Linked DNA regions of Hordeum vulgare: region 2 is linked to region 1. Evidence: chromatin contacts called from public Hi-C data. All regions are on one chromosome and are shown on one strand. Each heading gives the region's core, a stretch centred on a gene start, on an enhancer-like site or on the middle of the called end of the contact. The rest is flanking DNA. Distances are from core to core; before and after follow the strand shown. Region 1 holds the start of LOC123396412 (probable glutamate carboxypeptidase PLA3). Region 2 holds the start of LOC123398398 (noroxomaritidine/norcraugsodine reductase-like).

Region 1 (6,349 bases), core at 2,067-4,566:
TCGGGAGCACCACGGAATCACGGATCCACCACCACCAGCCACCAGTAGCAGTGACACTAGAGACTAGACTGAAAGAAAATACATCACCTACTCTGAAGTCTGAACCAGTCAAGCAGAGAGGGAGGGAAGGCGGCGAGCCCGCGAGGTTACCTCTTCCTCCTCGTGTTCGTGGAGCTCGGCGAGGAACCAAGGAAGGCGTGATCGACGGTGTGCTGGCCTTGCTGCGACCCCGGCGTGCAGGTGCAGCAGGTGCTCGGCGAGAAACGGAAGAAAGATGTATTGTCTGACGAAACTGAATTCTAACAGTTTCCCGCTAGGACTGACGAAACTGTATTTTTTGAAACTTCGACAACAGCTGTAAACTGACATGGTCAACGGCAACCAGACGAGGAGGAGGTACTCTACTACGGGAAGATGAAACAACGATGGTTTAGAGGTTACCTTTCAGATCAATAGGATCGTGTGGAGGTGGAACGCATCTGAATAAAAGGAAAACTGCTCTTGTTGGACTCGGTCCGCTCGTTTGGCCCGGTTAAAGACCGGACCGGACCGAACTTTTTTCGGTCTGGATTACTGGGCCCGGACCGGCCTGTTTTGCTGTCGGGCCTGGACCGAGCGGGCCACGAGCGGGCCAGAAAGCCCGCTCGGTACGTCCAGGCTGAGTGGCAAACAACAAGGCCCCATAGTATCTTCTTCTTCTGCTGCTGTGCTGGTTGTTTGGACTCGGCCTCGTCATCCTCTTTACTCTCATTAACCACAACAGCCATGACAAGGGATGCAACCGAGTTCATGTTCTCCATATACTGAAGGTGACAGCTGTGTGCTGCCCTGAGTGATGAACCACACAAGCTAATATCAAAGGGGAGTGCCTCATCTTCGATGACCTTTAGGGTTCTTGCGCGGACATCGCAAATCATCCGCACTTTGTTCTTCATGAACAGAAACCTAGCTGCTTGAGGTATATCAGTGGCTGGATAGTGCAGGCCGAGATAAGGCTCAAGGCCAGGCTTTGTGATCTCGGCAAAGACCTCGCCATGGTTGTCTTCATGGAACTTATAAGCCATAACGCTATCATACCCTGTAAGTTCAAAGACTTCCTTGACCACAGCGTTGCATAGCAGCTCCATGCTTCCACCTGGCAGTGCCTGGATCTTGGAGATTGCCTTGACAGCAAGCTTGTAAGACTGCAAGGCCCCAGCAGCAGTGGCAGGAAATTCTGTGGGGTTTACAGGCTCAAAGTCTACCACCAAACAACCGGTTGCTCGATGAACAATGGCATAGAAAGGCTTTACATGTTACATTTGAGTTCTTGTTACATTTGAGCATTGCATTTTAAAGTAAAGTTTCAGCCATTACATGTTAATACTTCATATGCAGGAACGTGGCGAGATGGTGGGCTCCAAGGCCATGGAGATATTGTTGCCCCTGCAGCTTGAGATGTAATTGGTCCAAATGAATAACCACCATTTCGAAGGGTTAGTAGATGATGCTCAATGCCATAAACCTGCATTGATCTTCACTCATGTCATCTGATAGAAGCCTATTAAATTTCGATTAAATTTTACTGTATGTTGTCGATGATGTAAGTGGAGATAGGAAGGTCCCAAAAAATTAAAAATTGCGGCACAAAGGGGACGGTCACCAATGATTTACATGATGATATCTTTGCTAGGCAACTCCGCTTAGAATTAAGATCACTTAATAAGGTTATGATATCTTTTCCATGTGTGTAGAATTATTAGCATGTGTGACGACATTTACAATTTGATTGTCTGTTTTGTTGACTATGTTGGCAATTCATTTGTATAATAATATGTTCATTACATATCCTGAACAAGGAGTGAGATAATTAGTTCCTGAAGCTTCTGTGTTGGGATGCACATGCCGTAAGAAAAACCGTAGCTGACATCGCCTTCTCCCCTAATAATAAAGCGCGGAGCGCTTCTGTCGTCCGTCGTGGCTCTTTTGCAGAAAAGTACCTCTTTTTTCAAGTAATTAACCCGCAGTCCTTCTGTAAGGCACACCAAACCGTTTTTCCGTGCATATTTACAAGCAACCCCTTATAGTTTCTTGAAATCAACCCGCTCCGCTCTTAATGACGCAACGCGGTCGAGCGAGGAGGGGGCATAGGAGCTATCATTGCAGCTCGCGGAGCTCGGAGAAGGAATGGCCGCCTCCTTGCCAGGTGATGGAGCAGCAGGGCCGGTGCACAGTGGCACTCAGTTGATCGCTAGATCTGGCGTTCATCAGCCAGTTGCAACGCGACTCGCTGCGTATGGGCTCCTGGCTGAAGGTCGGCCTGCGCGCGGGAGCGCCAGCCCGCCCAGGCTCCGCACGATGGCCACGGCTGTGTCGGCCGACACCGGCATGGGCGGGATCGTCGGGAACCGCCGCCTGACCGCCTCGTGGTCGAACCCTAGCCGCTCCGCGCCGTCCGTCGCGGCCCAGCCGGGCGTGAGCGGGTCGCCCGGGCCGCCGAGAAGGACCGCGCCCCTCTCGACGCCGCCGTCCGCATGGCCGGCGATGAGCACTGTGACGGCGGCCTTTTCCGCGGCGCGTGCCACCACCCCGCCGCGATACCCACCCCCGCGGACTGCAACGGCGATGCGGCCGCGGAGGGACACCCCGAGCCGGTCGAGCGCGGCCAGGTCCTCCTCCCGGCCCAGGTTGACGAACACCGCCTCGGCCACGGCCGCGCCGGAGGGAGAGTACGCATGGTAGGGCCGCACGACGCGGCGGTCCGGGTCCGCCGGCTCGTTCGTCGAGAGGCGCGCAAGGAGGGAGCGGTCGGCGGCGAGCAACGCGAGGGAGGTGTGCGCCCGGTACGAGAGCAGCGGCGCGTACTCGCGGGTGAGCGTGCGGAGCCCCGCGGCGCGGAACCGCGCGTGCACGTGCGCGGCCACGCCCGCTGCCCCGGGCGTCCCCGCGAGGTGCAGCCCGGCCGTGAGCGCGCGCAGGTCGGCGGCGATGCTGGCGTTGGCCCCGGGGGAGAGGGAGAGGAACAGCGCGGCGGGGTCGGCGCCGGAGCGGGCCCCCGGCGGGCGGCCGTGGAGGACGAGCAGGGAGACGAGGAGCAGCAGGCCGAAGGGCAGGAGGACGCGCGCGAGGCGGAGCGGCTGCCGCGGCGAGGAAGGCCACGAGGAGGGGTGCGGCATTTCGCGGCGGCTGGGCGCGTGGGGGCTCCGAGTGTCAGCGGGCGTCGGCGCGCCCACCACCCGTGCGCGGCTTTTACGGCCATGGAAAGGTGGCCGTTACCAACTTTAGTGCGGCTCGCCATCGTAGCACGCTGTACTGTGTACTCTACCCTACCACGGTATACCGGTGGTCTATACGTAAGTTACAGATGGGATTGGGAAGATGCGCAGCATGGCATGCTCGCTCTCGCGTCTCGCCATTGCCGTTTCTTCGGATAAGTACGCTGCACGATGTACGCTGCATGTAGGACGTAGGAGTACTAGGCTTTACTACGAGGGAGCGGGGTCCCGGGGGGAGCTTCCACTGGGAGGGAGCAAGTGCCGGCGGCGGGGCCGGCTGCGTCGCGCGGATTGGCGGGCTGGGGCGGTGCGCGGCGCACCTCGGTCCACTAGCGAGCTCCGTATTTGCGACGTGCCGACTACCGAGAGCAGAGGACAGGGACCGGCGCACCTGTGGGTTGTGGCGGGTCGGTGCGTTTTGGGCTCGCTCTCGCTCATTGCCTGTGGATGGAAGAATGGGACGTGTTGATGGAGCTTTATGTCACTCCTCACTTAGGATGGGACTCTAGCTAGCAGAGACTGTCAAGTGAGCAGTTGGCGTTTACTGCTCTGTTCAATCCGGTGTCCCATGTTGTTTACTCCTCTTACATTTATATTTGTTTCCCGCAATTTTTTATTTATTTATATCTGTTCCTATAGTTATATTTGTTTGTGTGTGTTTTAATACGGTACAGTCGAAGTCGCTCCTATCCTTATGAATGAATGTATATCTTTGTAGATGAAATTGTCTTATTCTACTGAACGTACATTGTTGAAAGACCTGAAATTAATTCAGAAAAATATGAACATCAATGTCTCAAACTTAAAACTCTTATGAGTAAGGAATATCACAATTCTTCTAACCATCCAACCACAAGTTAATTCATTTATACTTGCTTATGTTACGATGTACACATGCATGACATATTAGCACTGCACTATTTGTAATTATATTGTACTACATGTGTTTTTGTGTTGATAAAGATGTATTCTCTTTCGAGTTGTTAAGGTTTTCGATTTGGTTTCACACGCAAACGGAATCATGGTTTTAGACTTAGTTCTCCATATAAATCAATTCAATTTCCTTTTAAATGGAGATTAATATACAAGGGGAGATCACCCCCACCCCCCACCCCCTATAGGCATATTAAAAAAATAAATCCATAATCCATATGATATACTTTCTTTGTTCTTAAATATAAATCTTTTTAAAGATTACACTTTGAACTATATACAGATATATATAGACATATTTTAAAGTATATATTTACTCATTTTGTTTCGTATTTAGTCTTCTATTGAAATATCTAAAAAAGACTTATATTTAAGAACGGAGGTAGTAGCCGGCACTATGTGTCGTGTTGGGTGGATCTTGCACATGAGATCGATAAAAGTGTGCCCTTTTGCTTGGTATAGCTACGTTGAGGCTTAATTTAAGGGCATTCACTCCTTTCATGTTTTAGCATTGCATCTTGTTATCAGCCTCCAATAATCAACAAGTGATTTTGAATGCATAGTGATTGGTATCGAATTCACTTTGGCAGTTCTACTGAAAAATTGCATTTCCTTGCACTCTAAAATTAAGGGATTTTTTACTATTTTTCAGCGAAATCAGTAAAAGTTCCTTACGCATCCATGCCACTCAAGGTAAAAATAATAATAATATCCATAGGGTCCAAAATAAGCTCGTTGGAGCTAGGAAAACCATATCCTCAAAATCATATCAATAGTTTTGCAGAAAAACCTTTAAGTCTCATAATTTCACAAAGGAAATACCAATAGATATTTATAGGACTTCTCAAAACCTACTATAAACAAAACGACATATACTTTATTAATAATGTACATGATTCAGGGTTTCATGCAAAACAAGAATGCTCCCACCCCCACCCACCCACCCAATAATATTCTTGACTTTTGTAAAAGATGTTTGAGCAAGATCTTTATTTTTCACGGCACAAGTATTCTTTTTTTTATACACAACTTTAGGGAAAAGCTTGAAACTAGAGTTTAACAAGTAGGTTGTACTTGTTGAATTTTATTAGCCTTAGAATCTTAGGGATCAAAGTTATATTATCATAGTTCAATCTATTTACGAGTCAACTTCTTCAAGGACTTCAATGATGTTAGAATTTTTTTAAATAACTCATGGGAAAGCCATATGGCTCAAGGGAAGCTAGAAGTGAAGCCATTCATGAGGTCGGAGTTAGAGCTGCACCTCATGCCCGACAACCTGTGGATTAAGCTGTCCCGCTCCTTCACATGGCGGGCCGCCTTCGCCTTTGTCGTCGCCTCTTTGTTTGCCTCGCGCTCCAACATCTCGATGGCGAGTCACAGCGCGTCGGCATTCTTGTGGTGGCGGCGGCACGCATCCGTCTTCGCCATCATGAGAGAGAGACGAAGGACCGACATGACGAGCGCGTCGTTAGGGTCGACCGGCGCGCTTGCGGTCAAATGGCACGCGGCCCGCGCCTCCCACCTCTCCCTCTCCCACTACGGCTCGCGTCGGGCTGCACATGCCTCGGATTCGGGTGTCCTCGTGCGCCCCAGCCCCGACGCGGATACGAGGACACCGTAGTGGCCGGGCACCGCTTCCGAAGCACATGGTGCTCGACGTGGGCGACATACCTAGCCTAACGGAGCAGAGCGACCAGAGCTGTGCGTCGGGCGAGAAGGGCCGGCGACGTAGTCGATGCTGTGTCGACGAGCAACGGGCCCGGTGGAAGAATATTTGCCACCATCGGGGCTGCCTTGCTCCTGCAGCAACCTCCTCAACGCGATGTGGAGGGCAGCCTGCTCCACATCAATGTTGGATCGCGAGATGCTTGTTCAAGGTTACATCTTATGTCTACGTCAAGTGTTTTGTTTGGGCGTAGCCAAAATAGTTAAAGATAATGACAAACTCTTCCCAACCAAACAACCAACTATTTGTAAAACTTTATAAAAATATGCCCTAAAAAACTATGCTGTGAAAAACCTTAACAAAATAAATATAGCTTAAAAATGTTCAAAGTTTTATAGATACTTTCACAATACTTTTTGTTTCAAAAAAAGTTCATACTTAAAAAAACATAAAACTTCCCAAAAAAACTTTACGTTTTATTAAAAAGTAACAA
Region 2 (6,349 bases), core at 1,489-3,988, 130 kb before region 1:
CTAGGTTGACTAAGAAAGATTCTTTCCCCCCAAACCTCGGAATGTCAAGATGATATACTTACTTCGTTTCTAAATATATATTTTTTAGAGGTTATATTAAAAGACTATATACGAATGTATATAGATATATTTTAGAGTATACTAGCAAAATGGCCCGTGCGTTGTCATGGAAAAAAAATAATATAATCTTCAATGTGGTGACCACATTATGTTCACATATCATCGTTTGATTTTAAATTTTTGTGCACAAATGCAAAAAAATGTTTTTTCTTTTAAATTTATTCACAAGTTGAAGCAATCTTTACATTTTCAAAATATATATATCATGGTATTCAAAAATCTTGGTAACTCAAAGATTTATTCTGAATTTCAAGAATTTTTTTAGAAAACATACAATAATAACTTGATCCATCCAACAGTTAATTCTTCAAAATTCACACAGGTATATTGACACAAAAACTTAGAAGCATTAATGTTTAACTACATACATTAGATCTTTCGTGAACAATTTTACAAATATGGGAACAATTTTAAAATCGAGAACATTTTTTACAATTTACAAACATTTACTAAATATCATAAAAATTATTTATATTTTGAACGGGTTTATTTTCTTTTGAATTGGCGACCAATTCAAGAAGAGACGAACATAATTTTTGATATTGAAGGATTTATTTTAAATTCACAATCATTTTTTGAAACGCATGAAGTTTTTCTGAATAAACAAACATTTTTATAAATCAGTAATATATTTATTAAATTCATGGACATTGTTTTGGAATTTGCAAAAAAATATAAAAAACCGGCGCTTTTTTTTGAATCCACAAACATTTTATGTTTTGAAAATTATTTAAATTAGAAATAAATTAAAATAAAAGTTTTTGTAATTATAAATTGTTTAAATTAGAAATAAAATAAAAATGGAACAGAAAATTTTAAATAAAAAAAGAAACTATCAAAGCAGGCATTAGCTATTTTTAAAATTTTTAGAACATTTTTAAAATGCATTAACATATTTTGAATTAGAAAGCATTCTGTTAAATGCATTTAATAATTTTTAATACATGAAATTGTATTAGAAATCATGGACTTTTCTTATTGTACTAACATTTTTCTTAAATTGCAAACATTTTATTGTATATGCGAGCATTTTTTACAAAACTCCGAGCAGTTTTTGAAGTCACAAACATTTTATTTTTTAAATATGTTGATTTATAATTTTCAGTTTATTAAAAATTTAAAGATTATTCTAAGTTCTAAATTATTTGAAATAAATTTTTTAAAACGGAACTGAAAATAAATAAATAAACGGAACTAAAAGCAGGCGCCTGTGCATGGATATTCTCCCAGCATGCAGAGGGTAATGTAGTTAGTTTTTACACGGGCCGGCCCAGTACAAGATTTTTCGCTTTGTGAAACGTTTTCTATTACTTACCGATGGCATGATGGTTAATTTATACAAACTTTAGGGATAATTTCCATGACGGACGACTAGAAACCGTATTTGCTTTGTTATTAGGGAGAGATATTCATTCATTTTACTCCGTACGTAGTTTTTTAATGAAATCTTTAAAAAGACCTATATTTGAAAACAAAAGAGTATATTCTCAAATTCGAACGAGGCCGTCGCGAGAAGAAAAACATTGTGGATCCAGCTAACAGAAGCATCAACTCGATCTGTGATCTGTAGGTGTCATGTGTGACCTTGTATTCTTTTATGTCAAGAGAGCAATTAATAGGGCAATATTTTCTTTTTCTTTTTCTAAAATAGGCTCAACAAGAGCCTGCTTTGAATTAACGAAGTCATCAAGTCACGAAGGATTACACAAGGCCACCATTACAATCATCGAAAAAGATAACAAACGGTTGAAAGATACAAGAGGGCACCTTGGTGAGCTCAGGGCATCTGCAATGGTGACCCAAAAATTTCCTCCGCAACCGTTCACGGATAGGGTGGTCAGTCCGCAAACACGGATGTGGAAGGCCGGGATCCGCATACATTTCAAAATTATGAATACATTAGACAAAATTTATACAAACAAGACGGCCTCCTTGGTTCCTCCGTGCTGTGAGCCTCCTTGGTTCTGCTGTGAGCTGATGATGGGGGCTGTCTGCAGTGCTTGGTGAAGTGTGTTGCCGGAAAAATGTCCGGACGCCGTGCATGTCAGCCAGAGCCAGCTCTTGCTCCTTGCCATGCAACGCCATGTGCCTTGGCGTTTTGCATGTAGTCTGTAACGATAAGTTAAACAAGCGTTTGAATTTGAAACACAAACGTAAGATAGTCTCGCGTTTCTATGTTGAGCTGCAACGCCACGGGCTCTCGCGTTTTTAAAAGGGTTAGATCTGAAAATACTTTCAGATTGAGTTCATCGTGTGATCATTTTACACCATGTGGGTCAAAACAGTGAAAAAGTCCAGCATTGCTATGCATAGTACGCAGCAGCTCGTGGGGCCGCCGTGGACGTACAACCGATGTATTTAAAAATTCGAGCGGGCACACATGAACTCATTGTCACACTAGATAAACGAGAAATGAATGAAACGGAGGTACGATCGTGCGTTGGAATTAGCCTTAGATGTCATTTTACTCTGGGATCCAAAGAGGCGATGGGACATCCGGCATGTGAGACGCGTGTTTCGGTGGCAGGAATGTGTGCATCCGGCATGTGTGGGCGTGGTCACTCCAACGTGGCCTGTTTGATCTTCACATTATCACATAATAAGAGAGAAAGTGACATCCACACAACAAGACACGCCGAGACACAGAGAAGGAGAAAGAGAGAGGGAGATGGCAGCCGCTGGAGTTAGCAGGGAGCAGAGGTGGAGCCTCGCCGGCGCAACGGCGCTGGTCACCGGCGGCAGCAGAGGAATTGGGTACGTACGTACGTTGCATGCTGCATGATGTATTCATGTAAGTATCGTATAAGCTGCATGCTAGAGTGGTGACTGGCATCAGACGGCAGGCACGCAATCGTGGAGGAGCTCGTCGGGCTGGGGGCGCGGGTGCACACCTGCTCCGAGAACGCGGTGGAGCTGGAGGCGTGCCGTCGGCGGTGGGAGGAGATGAAGCTTCCGGTCACCGTCTCCGTCTGCGACGTCTCCGTGCGGGCCGAGAGGGAGACGCTCATGGAGACGGTGAAGCAATCCTTGGACGGCAAGCTCGACATACTAGTAAGATCAGATCACTCTCTTTGATTGATTGATCAAGTTAATTTTCAGCTCGGATCATTATTTGGCACCAACTCTGTATCTATATGCAGGTAAACAACGTGGGACGGAATCTGGCGAAGGCGGCGGTGGAGTGGACGGCGGAGGAGTACTCGCATCTCATGTCGACCAACTTAGAGTCGGCCTTGCACCTGAGTCAGCTCGCACACCCCTTCCTCCTCCACGCCGCCATCGCCGGAGGAGGCAGCATCGTTAACATCTCCTCAATTGCAAGCTCACTTGGATACCCCACCCTCGCACTATACTGCATCACAAAAGGTATGCAAACCAAGGCTCTTGATCGATTTTTCTACGGCACAAGCCTCGAGTTCTTATTTATATTTCTTAAACACAATACGAAACGTGGACGCACGGAAATTGCTTTTGGCTCCTGAGCTTCATGGAGGCTTCTAAATTCAAACTCCAAATTTCATGCAAATTCTATCTTAATATTTTAAAAAATCTGAAAAAAAATACATAGATAGATGAAGGCTTCTAAATTCAAACTCCAAATTTCATGCAAATTCTATCTTAATATTTTAAAAAATCTGAAAAAAAATACATAGATAGATGAAGGTATAATACACAAGTGTGTAAATTTTCAGAATAAAATACGTTGAAATGAGGGCTGTGCAAAAAAGATAAATCTGAAACTTTTTAACACAGGTTACTATTCATCATTTCAGACCATGAATTTGTCTTTTTTATACAGGTCACGTTTCAAAGTATTTCGATCTGAAATTTTGCACGCACGCGGATCACATCCTTGTTTAGTTGTATATTTTTTCAGATTTTTAAAACTAAAAGTTTTGAATTTTGAATTTTTCAAAAATTTCGGCCTCCTTGACTCCCGGGAGCCAAACGCCGGTTCTCCGTGGACGCACATGTATATACACATACATTTATTTTTATAGACGCATGTACATCCCATCTTTATAAACATCTTCAAAAGATTTAATCGACACTGTACATCTATACATCGTCCGAAGGACTGTAATAAATTCAAAAGATACAAACATCAATATCAGATTAAAGACTTAAACTTTGATGTGATGGTTTCATAATAAACCTAACCATTGAGCTATGAGGCGAACCTGGCGTCTGCATTATCATGACACACACGACTACTTTTATACTTAGATGTGAGATATTATCTTTCATCTAAATGATATACGATATTAATAGTTAAATCTATAAGACTTCCGCAAAATATAATAAATCTCTAAAAGCATCTACAGCGGGAGGCCCAAACTTGTTCTTCGTTTGGGATGCTCTTAGAAATTTTGTGATTGAACGGCCGGCCCAGAGAAGGAGATGGGCATCCGTCTTGCGGTTCTCCGCTCCCGGGAGGAGGCTCGTGCACTATAGCACAGGACTTCTACTGACGAAAATCCATTGCGTATGCCAAATGGCACATGGATCCGGCGCTAGGTGTGTCGTTGCCGCCTCATCATAGGCGGTGCCGTCCGTTTGGCATCTGAACGCGGTGGCGGATGCACATCCACTCTATTGATGCGGACGCGCCATTGACTTTGTTCGATGAAAACATGTCGTTGCGTGCCCCCGTGCGAGGCAGTGGGCGCGGGAGGTGGCGGAATCCCTCGCAGCGGGGGATATTGGAGGCAAAGTCGCACTCTTCGATGCCTCGTATAGACTATACGGTATGGTGAACCACTACGGGCGTCGCAATCACTTTGTGGTGGATGTCGGCTCCTTCTAGGAGGGATCCGTTATCGATCTCACATCCATCGACACAGTTCGGGTCACGGGCTCCGATGAGGAAGAGTAGGACATGAAAGACGGCGGGAGCTCGACTCTCGTGGCCGGCTAGTGCCCGATGTCCTACTCTACCTCGTCGGCGACTGGTCCGACGGTGCGACGGTGCAAGGGGCGCAGCCAGCCGCCGGACCACATGGCGGAGCCAGCTAAGCTCCGCTTAAATATTACTACCTTGCATCTAATAGTATGAATTTGTGATTTTTAATTTAAGGTCTTTGATTATAGAGTGCATTATTTGAGACTTGACAGACCACTGTCCGCCCGGGTCCACAAGCCTTTTGAGGGATTGGATTTGCCAATTTTAATTGTTCTAAAATTGAACTAAGTTGTTCCTTTGGAATTATTAATATATTATTATCTCACGCATGCAGGAGGAATTAATCAGCTCACGAGGAGCCTTGCTGCCGAGTGGGCTCCAGACAAGATTCGTGTCAACTCCGTCGCTCCGGGTGGGATCAATACCGAGCTGCAAAAGAGTGTACGCACCAAACACCACATGAAAAATATAAATGCATAAGCCTAAATATTTCACCAGACTAATTTATACAAATAAGTCCTTATAATGGGACATTTTAATATACTCTTCTGCTTCTTTTTTCGAAATGCGACTTTTACTTTTCATATTTTCTACTCCCTCTGTCCGGGTTTATTATGACTTCTCATATGTTGTGTTAAAATTTGACCATGCATTTGTGTCAAAAAATATGAGTCATATGTAGTAAAAACGTTACATTTGAAGCTTCTTTCAAATACAACTCCAACAATATAAATTTCGTGAGATAGCAATTATGTTTTGCAAATCAAACATGCGGTCCAAGTTTGACCTAAATGCCTAAATTACAGGAAACCTTATAAACCCGGACCGAGATAATATTGTACATCTTAATTGCCTAGCAAATCGTTGATGCTTAAAGAACTGGTAATTGTTGGATCGAATTTAACAGGTGGATCCGGAGGTCACTAAAAGTACACTGTTGCGAACTCCAATGCATCGACTTGGTGAGCCAGTGGAGGTGGCGTCGACGGTGTCGTTCCTTTGCATGCCGGCAGCTTCATACATCACCGGCCAGGTCATCTATGTCGATGGGGGTCGAACCATTAGTGGCTAATTATTTTAGCCCCGGCGGTGCATCTAGCGCCGTTGAAGCGCGTGTGAGGTGTCTCTTTGATGAATGGTGTGTGATTATGTCGGTATTTTTCTTCATTGATCCATATGGCTTTGGTATTTGTTCATGTGAGTTCGTGTGTCTAAAAAGTGGATCCTTTTAATCTGTGTTTCTCTTCATCGGCTATGGTTAATGTTTTGATGCATTAGTCCTTTGAGGCTTTATCACGACGACTTCTCGATTATTTACAACATCAT

What was found. Hi-C and Micro-C count contacts between places; a contact is called where the count stands out from the background.
Region 2: a contact with region 1 is called in a Hi-C map of leaf, with 4 times the contacts expected there. The contact joins the promoter of LOC123398398 here to the promoter of LOC123396412 in region 1. A contact is called at or near these places in 2 of 6 Hi-C or Micro-C datasets (leaf and seedling).

What each region holds. Positions count from the first base shown.
Region 1 is chr5H:14,475,276-14,481,624 of MorexV3_pseudomolecules_assembly, reverse strand. It overlaps LOC123396412 (probable glutamate carboxypeptidase PLA3), which reads right to left and starts at 3,316. Exons shown (of 1, transcript XM_045091356.1): 1 at 1,781-3,316. The coding sequence starts at 3,155. The coding sequence ends at 2,247. It also overlaps the pseudogene LOC123396198.
Region 2 is chr5H:14,604,131-14,610,479 of MorexV3_pseudomolecules_assembly, reverse strand. LOC123398398 (noroxomaritidine/norcraugsodine reductase-like) reads left to right here and starts at 2,738. Exons shown (of 5, transcript XM_045092874.1): 1 at 2,738-2,874; 2 at 2,964-3,171; 3 at 3,261-3,486; 4 at 5,358-5,464; 5 at 5,931-6,271. The coding sequence starts at 2,789. The coding sequence ends at 6,095.